2 separate regions of the Xenopus laevis genome follow, and region 2 is linked to region 1. A link is a contact called in public Hi-C data. All regions are on one chromosome and are shown on one strand. The core of a region is the stretch at or near the end of the contact, and the rest is flanking DNA. Distances in the headings are between cores, read along the strand shown. Region 1 has its middle 28 kb from the start of mettl27.L. Region 2 has its middle 9.0 kb from the start of abhd11.L.

Evidence for each region. Hi-C and Micro-C count contacts between places; a contact is called where the count stands out from the background.
Region 2: a Hi-C map of animal cap shows a contact between it and region 1, with 5 times the contacts expected there. The contact joins two enhancer-like sites. A contact is called at or near these places in 3 of 4 Hi-C or Micro-C datasets (the XL177 cell line, the XTC cell line and animal cap).

What each region holds. Positions count from the first base shown.
Region 1 is chr2L:42,690,241-42,696,992 of Xenopus_laevis_v10.1, reverse strand. No RefSeq gene overlaps it. Among protein-coding and RNA genes, the nearest start is that of mettl27.L, 28 kb to the right of the region's middle. Within about 2 kb of position 3,597, at least 1 of the 7 cell types and tissues checked has an H3K27ac peak or open chromatin away from gene starts, as enhancers often do.
Region 2 is chr2L:42,806,117-42,812,868 of Xenopus_laevis_v10.1, reverse strand. No RefSeq gene overlaps it. Among protein-coding and RNA genes, the nearest start is that of abhd11.L, 9.0 kb to the left of the region's middle. Within about 2 kb of position 4,043, at least 1 of the 7 cell types and tissues checked has an H3K27ac peak or open chromatin away from gene starts, as enhancers often do.

The sequences.
Region 1 (6,752 bases), core at 2,348-4,847:
CATACAAGGATCCAACGCCCTACGCGTTTCGGGAAAACGCGTAGGGCATTGGATCCTTGTATGAACCTGAAATAAAAAGCATATTCCATGTACCGGAGTGCCGTCCTTCTTTTTTGAAGTCTAAGTGAATTCTAGCAGTGGGGACGCTGCGGACTGAGCACCCGATTGGAGCAGCGAACAGGGAGTGTGAACTTGGAGCGGTCCCCCACTTGTGAAGTCAAATCTTTAGACAGTGAGCACCCAGCATCCTGATGATAGTGATAAATCTGGTGAGCCAAACTTATACATAATTATACATAATTATGGTACATCTCAACTAGGAACACGGCCACATTTGCTTCAACTGAACATGCTTCTGGCTGCCAGAGCGCTGTAAAAATAATGTCAAACAACTGGAGTTATCACCCACCAACCCTGTTGTGCTCCTCTGCATTTTAATAATTGGTCTTGGCAAATGAGCAGGATTGGGGAATGCACATGGTATGATTTGGGTGAAGGATGGAAAACTCAAATGATATGAACATGGGTTTCCTTGTCCTTTAAAGGAGAGCAATCAGGTACGTGATTATAATCACTGGGGAGGGGGTTTCCCAACATTTGGCACTCCCCATTTATTTTAAGTTTAGTCCCCCTAAAATGAACCTTGTACCATTAATGGTGGAATTAATGATTAGGTTTGATAAAACTAATTCTTTTTATGTTTAAGTCAATATTTCTTATCACAAACTAGCTTTTGATCTATGTTATAGGCTTTGTACCTGCAAGATTGGTTTTAACTGTTTCCAGTAGCACTAAACTATGTAGGATTTAAGTGCTTTTGAAAATCTGGTTTACTCAATAAGTATTACCTTCCAATGCTGTGCCACTTTTTACATATAGTGGGACAATCATTTCTCTTTCTTTTCTTTTCAAATTCTTTTTATTGAGTTTGCAATAAAATATGAATAATTTACATAGCTTTTTGATAATCACCATTTCTCATACTATATGCTTACAATGTGGATGTTATTCAAATAAGTCTATAGAGTACTAGAAATTCCTTAGCCAAATCCATCCACAGGCTTTAATTTAGACATCCTTACCTGCTCCTATAGCCTCCAGTCTATGCAGGTCTTTTAAGTCTGGATCACCTGCTCTTTTCTCAGTAGGTATAGACATAGGTTAAGTACCCATGCTTTCCTGTCACTATAGACTTCTTCATCGTAATATTTGCAAGACGTGACAGGTAGAATGTATTTCAAAGGTGAATGTAGAAGTGACCCATGCAGGAGGCATTTGTATGAAGCAATTAGGTCTGTATGCAAAGACCAAGTACTGTATACAGGGTGACTATAAAGTTACTGATTTACATAGTCTCAAAATAACCTTATTATAGGCAGAAGAGGTTGCTGCCCAGAGCCCCCAATGGATGGGCCCTAGGCAGCTTCTTTTTCTACCTAACCCTAGTTCCGGCCCTGCCTGAAACTCTCTGCTAGTGCTCCTATCGTCAGAAAACTGCATCTGTCTGATGATTTTACGAAAAAGCCCTTTATATCACTATACTGTGCATGACTCTGCCTGGAAAATTCAAGACAGAAGAAGCAGAGTAAAAGGATCGTTCCATGCTGTTGGCTGGAAGAGCCCCAGGGCTGTGCAGTTAACTGCTGATAGGAGCACCGGCCCAGGGTATCAGGTTAGTAAATACATGCATGGATCCATTATCCAGAAACCTGTTATCCAGAAAGCTCCAAATTAAAGGCCTGTCGTCCGTAGACTACATTTTATCCAAATAATCCAAGTTTTTAATAATGATTTCATTTTCCTCTGTCATAATAAAACAGTACCTTGTTCTTGATCCCAACTAAGATATAATTAATCCTTATTGGAAGCAAAACCAGCCTATTCGGTTCATTTCATGATTACATGATTTTCTAATAGACTGAAGGTAAGAAGAACCAAATTATGGAAATATCAATTATCCAAAAAACCCCAGGTCCGGAGCATTCTGGATATTTGTTCCCATACCTGTACAATCACTTACTAACTTTTGGTGCCCCCCAAGTTAAGAAGACTCTCCTTCTCCTTTCAATGAAAACATGGAGCAAGATATGCAAGATACTAACCACATTAGAAAACTGACCATTCCCTTTTTATTTGAACACGATTATATTCTTTATGCTGATATTTGTGAAAAAGCGGAGCTTAATTGCAATGACCAGTCAGAAACCGGATCTAGAACACAACTACCTGCTTTGTGTGCTGATATTTTGCAGCAGTGTGGCTTTGACGTCTGTCCTGCCTAATTATAACCTGTGCTATTCAATTAAATGCCAGCATTAACTCTGTATAAAGGTTTAAGGATGTCCTGAAACCAGTTACTTCTCTTTTTTTCACAGACTTTTGGGTAACAGAGTTTATTTAATAATGTTCAACACATTTCAGTTCCTGAAGAAACCTAATTTATATTAACATATGCCAACAATCCATTCCCCACTGACTTTTTGTTCTTCATTTCAGAGCACTGATACTGCTGGGTTACCATGCCCTCTGCAGGGAAAAGCCAGGAGCTGTTCCATCTATAATTACAGCCGTTAGGGAAAATGAAAACCATGAGTTGTGCCGTGTGAGTGCATTCACATTCGAACCTGTCAAAACCTCTGTCTTTCCATGATGCTAATTAAGTATGAATTTTGAAAGCATCATTTATATCATTCGATACATTTTCATGGTCTCAGAGAGATATGTCTGACCTTTCCAATTATCCTTTTAGCATTCTACAGGCTTTACTCAACTCGTGTTTTGATGAGCTGGCTCTATTTCTAAACCACTGCACACAGATGTCAGGCCAAGTGTCTCTGTCGGGAGAACAGAAAAACGAGAACATCCTAAACATGGGAATTGCTGTCCGTACCTGAACCAAAAATGAACGAAGACAACAGAATATCTGCAGGTGGTGAAAGGCTCCAGCTGAAAGTGATCAAACCATTAAACAACCACAATAACATTGAGTAAGTTATCACTTACACACAGATTTAGTCCCATAGCCCACAGTATGACGAATTTCTTTCACTACAGCTTTGGTTGCTCAATGTCTTAAAGGGGTGGTTCACCTTTATATAATGGCCCAGGCCCAGGTCAAGCCAGCTGGGTGCCCAAGGCTTTGCCGCTGCGTGCGTCCCGGAGTGCGCATGCACGCTCAATATTTAAATTTGTGGAGGGGAAGAAAGCGTGCACAGAAGCATGCTGGAGAGTGCCAATGGGAGAGAAAGGGTCCAGACTACGGGTAGGCTGAAAGAAGAGGTAGGTGCTTGGCGCCCTCACTTCACTTCAGGCACGTGCCTATTCTATTTTTTTTTATCGTTTTTGAATGATTTGCTTTCTTTTTCTGACTCTTTCCAGCTTTAAAATGGGGGTCACTGACCACCAGGGCCGGGCCAAATCACAGGCGCACCCAAGGCAATTCTCTCTCATCACCCCGCCCCCCGCACATTTCCGCAGAGACACATTTGGTAGGCGGGGGGTGGAGGATTGACGCGCCAGGAGGTGTAAGAGGTCTTGACACGCCGGGAGGCATGTGAGGAGTAGTGGGAGTAGTGGGAAAGGTAGTGACACGGCGGGAGGGGTGGTGACACACCGGGAGGAGTCGAAGCAATAGTGACATGGCGGGAGGAGTTGGAGGGGAAGTCAGGCTCCAGGAGGTGGTGTGCGGGAGGTAATCCTGTGCGTCGGTGTGGGTGAGTGGCAGCTAGAGACTAGAGGCAGCCAGGCAGAAGAGGTATATGCCTAGCGCCCCCTTAACTTTGCGCCCTAGGCAAGTGCCTAGTCTGCCGAACCCTAGTTCCAGCCCTATTGACCACATCTAAAAATCAAATGCTCTCTAAGGCATTTATTAAGACATTTATTGTTATTACTACTTTTTATTACTCATCTTTTTATCCATGCACTATCCTATTTGAATGCCAGTCTCTCATTCAAATCAATGCATGGTTACTATGGTGATTTGGATAAATAGAAGTTAGTACAACAAAGCAAACATAATTTATTTTGGGGGACGGTCCACTTAAAAATATTCTTTTTAATTTAGCATACATTTGTGCACCAAACTTCACAGATCTACAGTTGCTTGGAACTCCTCTTTATGGTCAGGGCACACAGGCTGATTCGGGGAGATTAGCTGCCCGGCGACAAATTTCCTCTTCTTTGGGCCGACTAATCTCCCTGAACTACCTCCCCTGCCTTCCCACTGGCTAAAATGTAAATTGCCGGCAGGATTCGTTTTATGAAGTTTTCTGAAGTCGCCCGAAGTTGCCTCACGAGGAGCAACAAAAGCATGAAAGTTCCTGGGGATGCCAAATAAGTGCTTTGATTGGCTATTTGGTAGCCCCTATATGGAGTGGCAACCTACAGGAGGGTTGTTTGGTACTAAACCTGTTTTTTATGCAACCAAAACTTTTATGCAGATTTTCAAAAATAAGCATCTGCTTTGAGGCCCTTTGGCAGGTGAGGAACATGTTGCTCACACGCTATTGGTTTGGGATCACTGGTATAGCATTATACATTTTGGACTTTCGGTCTTCCCATTTGGGGAGCTCATACTCATAACAGGGTTACAGATATATAAAAAAAGACACTCAGTAAGCATTCACTCCAAGCCTCAAGGTAAATAATCTTCAGGGCCGAGCTTTCTGCAGTATCTAGAACAAATATATATGCCTAATATTATTCTATGATGTGAATAGCAAAGTTTCTTATATCTAAACAATTGGTGGCAGTGGCACCTTATCTGGAGTATAGGCAAATTACACAGTGTAAATCAGTGCAGATCTAGAGTTACAAATCAAGTACTCTGGCCACGCTGTATGGTGTACTATCAGGTACTTGGATGGTTGCTATTCCTGTCAGTTCAGAACCAGAATCCTTTACATACAGCTAATAAGAAAAGGCCACTTCAGACCTATCTTCCATCTAGCGTCCCCCACTTCACAGCTCCTGCATATAATATGCTGCTACCTTTCCAGTTGCTCAGCCACCGGCATCCCAAATTAGGGGTGGGGAGGGAAATCACATGACTTTTCGTCACAAAACAAGGAAGTCATTTTCACCCCTTCCCACCCCTAATTTGCATATGCAAATTAGGGTTCGGTATTCGGCCGAATCTTTCACAAAGGATTCTGGGGTTCGGCCGAATCCAAAATAAGGGATTAAGGGACTTCTGTCATGATTTTTATGAAGTCGTTTATGTCTAAATTACACTGCAAATATTTCACTCTATCATATAAAATTTTATTCCTGAACCAGCAAGTGTTGTTTTTTTTATTAGAATATTGGTGTGTAGGCAGCCATCTCAGATCATTTTGCCTGGTCATGTGCTTTTCAGAAAGAGCCAGCACTTTAGGATGGACCTGCTTTCTGGCAGGCTGTTATTTCTCCTATTTAGGGTTGTGACACACGGGCAGATTTGGGGTGATTTAGTCGCCTGGCGACTAATCGCCTCTTCTTCTGGGCGACAATCTCCCTGAACTGCCTTCGCGTTTCTTCCCGTCCGCTATAATTAAAAGTCGCCTGCACTAAAGCACATGCGCGCTTCGTTTTGCGAAGTCTCCCAACGTTTCCTCGTTCTATACAGGCAGATATTTATTAAGGATTGTGGTTACAATATTGCAGCAAACAATCACACAAAACTTGAACAAAAACACAGCAGAGACCTCACTTGCAAGGAAGCAAAAACCCTAAAACACAATAGGACTTGTGTTGAAGTTACTTTCTGCCTAATGTTTTAAAGGGGACCTGTCATCCAGACATAAAAAGCTGTATAATAAACGTCCTCCTCAAATTAAATATGAAAGCCAAATATTTCTTTTTTATTAAAACATTCATAGTTGTTGTAAACTAATTTAAAAATCTCAGCTGTCAATCAAATATTGCCTGCCCCTCCTCTAAGCCTTAGACACAGAGGCGGGGCAGAAATTACTTTCACTTTCCATTCAGCACTTCCTAGATATCACTGCTTTTCCCACATTCCCCCGTTCTCTTCACCATTTAATTGTGTAGCCAGTGCATGGGGATGGACATCAGGTCCCTCATTCTGGTGCACAAACAAGATTCTGAGATGAAGCAAGGCTTGCCTTAATAACAGTGTCCACAAAATGGAATTATTAATTCCCAGATGGAAGTAAACATTATTCAAACAATTTTTACAGTGTAATTAAAATTAATTTTGCTTGACTAACATGATAAAATAGGATTTGGAATTATATTTTTTGGGTGACGAGTCCCCTTTTAAGAAATCTAACTTTTCCTATTTTTTTGCCATTATAAACTACTCATTTAAAGGTTGAGCTATTTTCACTTAAAATAACTCCCTCTTCCTTTATAAACAGGGTAATTTGTTCATGGCCCCCATTTGCCTTTGAACAAACAAACCCCTGCCTTCTATAAGCAGCCTTTGAGCAGCTCATTATCAGGAACTTCCCAGTGGACTGGTATTATAATTTATCAGCTCCTTTGAAGTTCTTTGGATTTAGGAAGTGACAAGAAGTGCTAAAGTGAAACTGGCTTCATATTCTTGGTTAGTGCTAAAATTAACAGAAACCATGGATTTACTCTTAATTAAATCAATAGGCAAAAAGATATAGACATTTAGTGGCAGAATGATTGAAGTAAAGATAAAAGAGAGCAGCAACTATACCTGCAGTGGGAAAATCAAATATGGAATCTGGCATCTTGAAAACCCAATTGTCCTAATGCCATGTACTGTAATACATAAGTATGTT
Region 2 (6,752 bases), core at 2,794-5,293, 120 kb before region 1:
GCAACCTGCCTGCTAAAATTGCAAACTGGAGAGCTGCTGAATAAAAAGCTACATAAATCAAAAACCACAAAGAATAATAAATGAAAACCAATTGCAAAGTGTCTCAGAATATCACTTTCTATAACATTTAAACTTGATTTGAAGGTAACCAACCCTGATTTTTTCCAGCATTCAAATCGGGATCACTGACACCATCTAAAACACCACGATGGACAAGCAGTGACATGTATGGTACAGAGGTTTCGAGGCTGGACATGGGTGCAGTCCGTTACTATAATGATGTCTACAGCTTCCAAAAACCATTTATCTGTATGACTCACATGTGCACACTATGTCCTCATTCTCCCAGTCATCTTATGGACATGTCCTTGCTAAAGCATTAGTTCTATGTCACTTTATCAGTTTTCACAGTAAGAAAACCGGCGGCAGTGAAAGGTATGTGCCTGGCGTCCCCCAAGCTTTGCGCACTAGGCACATGCCTACTCCTAGATCCGGCCCTGATCTTGTGGTTAGCACACAAAGCACTTTTAATGGTGGTCTTATGCCTTTTAAAAATGGGTGTTGGTCTGGGGCAGTTTCTCGCCTTTAAAAGCTGCAAGTGAGGAAGGATTAAGCCTGTGGAACCAATGCTTTCGTCTTAGCAGTTTCTTCTTCTTATAAAAGCTAATGTTGAGGGAGGATCAAGCCTGTGACTGAGAACAATGCCCAAGTCTGGAGACACTTTTCCTAAGAAATGCTACCATACAGGGAGGTGCAAGCCTATAAAATAGATGACCGAAGGTAAATAGTTAGGACTGTGGGGTTTACCTTGACGTGATATGGTGGCTTGCCAATTTTATAATCAAAACTTTGTAACTAAAAACTCGAAAAATGCATATTTTCATGAATCCCGCCCATCTGTGCACTGACAGGCAGATGTCATGGCAATGCATTCATTTAGTGCAGGAGAAAGCAGATCTGTGGGGTTTTTTTTTCTCCCCAGTGTAGATACACCAGTGAAGAAAACACCAAAGGGCAGATTTATCAAGGGTCGAATTTGAAAAACGTCTAAATTCGAATTCAAAAAGAAGTTTTTTTGGCCGAATAGGCCGTTTTCGATTGAATTGGTCCGTTTTCAATCGTACGATTCAATTTCCCCAAAATATACGTAGATTTTTCAAAGTCCACCAATTGACTCCAAATAGGTTCTAGGAGGTCCCCCATAGGCAAAAAAAAGCAATTTGGCAGGTTTAAGATGGCAAGTGGTCGAAGTTGATTCGAATTTGGACTATTCTCTAGTCAAAGTACACAAAAATCAGGTCAAAATTAGAATTTGTTGAATTCGAATTTTCACTTCGACCTTTGATAAACCTGCCCCCAAGTGTGGCATGGCCCATTCTGTCTTTTTATATTAGTCGCCTATCTGCTGATTTGTTCCTATCCTACAGTGCAGTGTGCTGAGTGCCGCCGGACCCCTTGCACAGCCTGGGAAAGGAAGCAGCAGGAATTGGAACAGATGGGTGGGACTAGTAGGGTTTTTGCAGAAAGTTTGAATAAAGTAACCAGAAACACAACTTTTTCAAGCACATTCCTTCTATATCTAAAAGAGTAAAATGCACAGGCACATTCCTGTTTTTTACATAAAATGTCTCTTTTAACACCAAAACTAAAATTGCCCATGTCTAAGCGCCAATTTTTCTCTTACCCAGCCATGGCAGGGGTAAACACTGGAGGCAACCAGAAACACTAATGCTCATTTTATCTTTGCTTCCTTAGGGTAAGGCCACACTGGTCGCCTGGCGACTAATCTCACCAAGCACCTTCCCTCACTCTGTGCCGGCTAAAATGAAAAAATGCCGGCACTAATCACACACGGCGGTTCATTTTCCAAAGTTGCCTGAAAAAACTTCGGGCGACTTCGGAGAACGAATCGCCGCGTGTGATTATCGATGGCGTTTTTTTCATTTTAGCCGGTGCAGAGTGAGGGAAGGCCTTTTGGGAGATTGGTCGCCGCAAAGACGAGGCGATTAGTCGCCAGGCGACCAAATCTCCCCGAAACGCCCAGTGTGGCCTTGTGGCCTTAGTGTATGCAGGAATTAGAAATAGAGTAATCATGTAAACAATCCTCCCTTTTCCATGACATAATCAATTTGCACTTTTTGTTGTTGTGAAACCTTTATACCATTTCCAGCACAACGTGCTATCTGATAGTATACTTAATGGCATCTGTATCTTCCATCCGTTTATGCAATTATTCATTGAACTTCTTGAACAACCATATTTACCTAATTTGAATAACGCCTGATAACTGTTGCTTAGAACAGGGGAAGATAATTTACAGATTGCAAAACTGTATGTGATAGTTTTATCTATCATCTAGCCAGGAGGTCTATGTGTTATCAGACATGGGCTGGTGTGTCTCCTGCTCAGCACATAGTTATGGTGGACAAGAGGTCATCATGGAGGTAGTCAGTTCAGAGTTACATAGCAGCCGAGGAATAACCATGAGGGGAGAAGTCTGTACAGTTGCAGGACTGCTGTATTGCCGCAATATGCAGCAGCCCCATGACAGCATAAACAAATTAACAGATTTTATATTAGAGTTTAGTTATTTGCGAAATAATTTTCTTTTTCTTGTTTGTTTTTATACCATTCTGTGCAGCTTCCCCCTATTGAACCACAATCTTTCTATATAAAACAATGACTGTTCTCTTTTATTTCTTACTCTGCACAATGACTTCTGTTCCCAGCTAAGCCTGTCAAGCACTGCCTGTGGCATCTTCAATAACATTATGCAGTGTCTGTTCTGTTTACTCTACCCTTACTGACCAATGTTTTTTTATTTCAGAACAGCTCATTAAACACCGACTTACTGTTCAGGCAGACATAATTAGGTACTCAGTCCTGCTCCCTCCCATATTGAGATTGCAGGTATGGGACCTGTTATCCGGATATCGGTTATCCAGAAAGCTGAATTACAGAAAGGCCGTCTCCCATAGACTCCATTTTATCCAAATAATCCAAATTTTGAAAAATGATTTCCTTTTTCTCTGTAGTAATAAAACAGTACCTTCTACTTGATCCCAACTAAGATATAAAAACTCCTTATTGGAAGCAAAACCAGCCTATTGGGTTTATTTAATGTTTACTTGATTTTATAGTAGACTTAAGGTATGAAGATCCAAATTACAGAAAGATCCATTATCTGGATAACCTCAGGTCCCAAGCATTCTGGATAACAGGTTCCATATCTATATTAGCTCTTCAATACAGGTACGGGACAACCTATCCAAAATGCAGGGGACCTAGTGTTTTCAGAATAACGGATCTTTTTGTAATTTGGATCGTTATACCTTAACTGGTCTGCTAGAAAATTATCTAAATATCATCCATATAAAAATGATTTTTAGAAGGCATCAATTTATGATATCATGTTTCCTTTGGAATACAGGCTTCCAATATTGCTTCCAATAAGGATTGATGACATTTTAGTTTGGTCAAGTACAAGGCACTGTTATATTATTACAGAGAAAAAGGAAATCAATTTTTAAAAATGTGGATTATTTGGATAACATGGAGTGTATGGGAGGCAGACTTTCTTTAATTTGGAGCTTTCTGTATAATGAGTTTCCAGATGAGAGATCCGATACCTGTACCTACTTTTTTATATGAATCAGAACAGGTCCAGTTCATGGAAACTGGGTTCACATGAGGTAGACATGTCCTGAGTTGCAGACCCCAATTGGCTTCTAATGAAATTCACCTTAATGTATGAATAAGAATCTTGCTTCAGGCAGCAGTTAGGATCCAGTTACCAGGAACTGCCTCTGGTGAGCTGAATGTGATAGAGACCTTAGATTGTATGCTCACTGGGGCAGGGACTGATGTGAATGATGATCAATATCTGTACACAAGCCCGGGTTTGTGGCGACAAATTTTCAGGGTTGGCATGCCGCCCAGCCGCATCGTAGTGAGCACCAGGGAGTTGCAGCTCCCCAGTGATCCGGCGCATGCGTGCTCTCGCACAGGGATGAGGGCGGAGCGCAACAAAGCCGGCAGGCTCTAGGACCTGACGGCCTAGGTGCGCCAGACAAGGAAGTCCGAGTCTGTCTGTACAGCATTGGGGAATATGTTGGCACTAAACAAAACAAAAAGCAAAATAATAATAATAATGTGTGCCGTCCTGCATGTTGCCAAATCACACAAAGACTTGGAATAAGAGGGTGCTATTGCAGTAGGAAGTGACTCATGATGATCCATGGTGATTTATTTGCTCTTACTCAGAAGCGACGATCAAAATTACTGATATGCCATAGCAAAAGAACAAGATGTAACTATTGCATTTTAAAAACAAGACGCAATATGAAATAACGTAAGTGCCTGTGGAAGCAGATGTAATAGGCACAAGGGAGCAAACCACTAGGTGCAAAATGTCAAGGATTAAAAGGTCATACAGAAAGAAAAAGAGCTGTTTTATTGTGGAAAATGGCAATGAATGTTGTAAAATTTCTGTATACTGTACATGATGTACACTAGCATGGCTTGTGCTTTGTGGCATAAACACAATTTTGTGGCAACTAGCTGACATTCTGGGGAAAAAGGCTTGGGAAATTATTGGACTTTGCCCTTAGCCCTTCTTTTTTAACAGGCCAAGTATTTTTCACCATTTTTCTTTACTTAACCCCGCATATTTTATGAGTAAAAATATAGCTGCTATATTAATAGACCACCACAAGAAGGTGCTCTTATGTCACCTACGTGTTTGAATTCAAGCCTTTGGCAGCTAGAGTGCTTTTCATTACCCTTTAATTTCAGTGTTGTAGCCCAGACAATTCCTACCTGTTTTCCAGAAAGCTCTGAATTATAGGAAGGCCATCTCACACAGAGCCCATTTTTTTTTTTTAAACTCTTTATTTAAGCATTTGTAAAAAAAGGGGGGGAGTAAGGATACAGAAAGAAAGAAATGGGGGGGGGAGGGTGCAAATACGAGTTAGTACAATAAATGGTCTTCATTTTGAAATTACAAAGTCACATTAGTATTAGATTAAGTTCAGATGTGAGAGAGCATATATTGAAATAGAGCATACATTATGAAAGGAGAGATTCAATGGTTTCTTTTCCCTAGATAAGGACAGGCTGATCTATCTGTACACTTCCAACTCTTAAGTATGAGTGACTATAAAGCAATTAAATTAAATTACTTGATGGGTCTTTCCTAAAGTTTAACCAACTTCAGATAGCTGATCACACAGAGCCCATTTTAATAAAATAATTCACATTTTTAAAACTGATTTAATTTTCCTCTGTCTTAATTAAACAGTATCTAGTACTTGATCCCACAATATATTTTTAATCCTTATTCGAGACAGAACAAGCCTATTGGGTTTATTTATTTATTTTTTAAACATACAGAAAAAAGAAGACAAAATTAAAATAATGACATATTTCAGTATGGAAGCATTTGACATTGTACAGTATTGTATTAAACATTGATCGCTTTCTAACCCCACATTACATTTTCATTTGCAATCTGCAGTTGTGGAGAATTTATTATATCATTGAGAAGAAGAAAAAAAATGTAACAAGACAGAACAAATAAAGTAACTTAACAATCATAACTGATAGCATTGTGAAGTTTGTATCCGTTGGGGGTAACGTCCATACAAATAAAGGTACATACATAGTTATACCAATAAATTGGGTGTTCAAGGATTATACTTCTGCTATTAGTGAGACTTAAATGTCAGACTGTTACGCCTCTATAATGAATCCATAGATCCCAAATCTTATGAAAATTGTCTAATTCACCACTAGATACCATAGTAAGTTTCTCCATTACCATGTAATTATCCAGTCTAGTTTTAACTATTTGAAGGTCAAGAGAAGGTGTTTTCGAAGCCTTAGCAATGGTTTGTGTGGTAGCAGAGAAAATTCTGCTAAAAAGCTTTCTACCACATTTGTTATATCCTGCCACTCTTCCATGTAGTGCTTCTGCAGGAGTTTTACTTAAATGTAACTTTTGGGTTTATTTAATGTTGAAATTATTTTTTAGTAGAGTAAAGGTATGGAGATCCAAATTACAGAAAGAACCCTTATCCAGAAAATCCCAGATCCCAAGCATTCTGGATAACAGGTCTCATGCCTGTATAAGAAAGGAAACCTGATAGCATAAATTGGTGCCTTATAAAAATAATTTATATATGTATGATATTTCCCCTATTGTAAAATGGAAGGATATTAGAAGTTACTGAGGAGTTCCAGAGATGAGTTACATGACCATATAAAGGCAAGAGAGACTGAAGGCCAAGTGCTTTTATAGCGGAGAAGCATATTCATGGGAGTGTATTATAGTGAAATAATTTTGAATGCACATATTTACTTTTTATGTTCATTTACTACATATGATACTGACAAAAGGAGAATAATGGGCTTGTTCTCTTTCTTTCTTATTTATAGATTTTTTACACATTGCTTTGTGATTTAGAGAATTAAAGGGGAACTAAAGCCTTGTGCAATGAAAAGTGAATTCCTGTTACATAATAGTGTCAGAGACCTATGCCATATTAAAAGAAGTCACCCTGATGAGCCTCCAATTGCCATTTAGGATTTATCTGGCACAACCCTCCTCCAAGACTCTTTGTGGCATAGGATACTCAATTAAAAAGTCACTTTAGGTGGATTAAATAGGTGCTATTATAATATTGGGAATCTCTGGGCACACAGATGTGTTAATACTCCATAGTGATCATATAGTGTTATTATCCCCTTAAAAG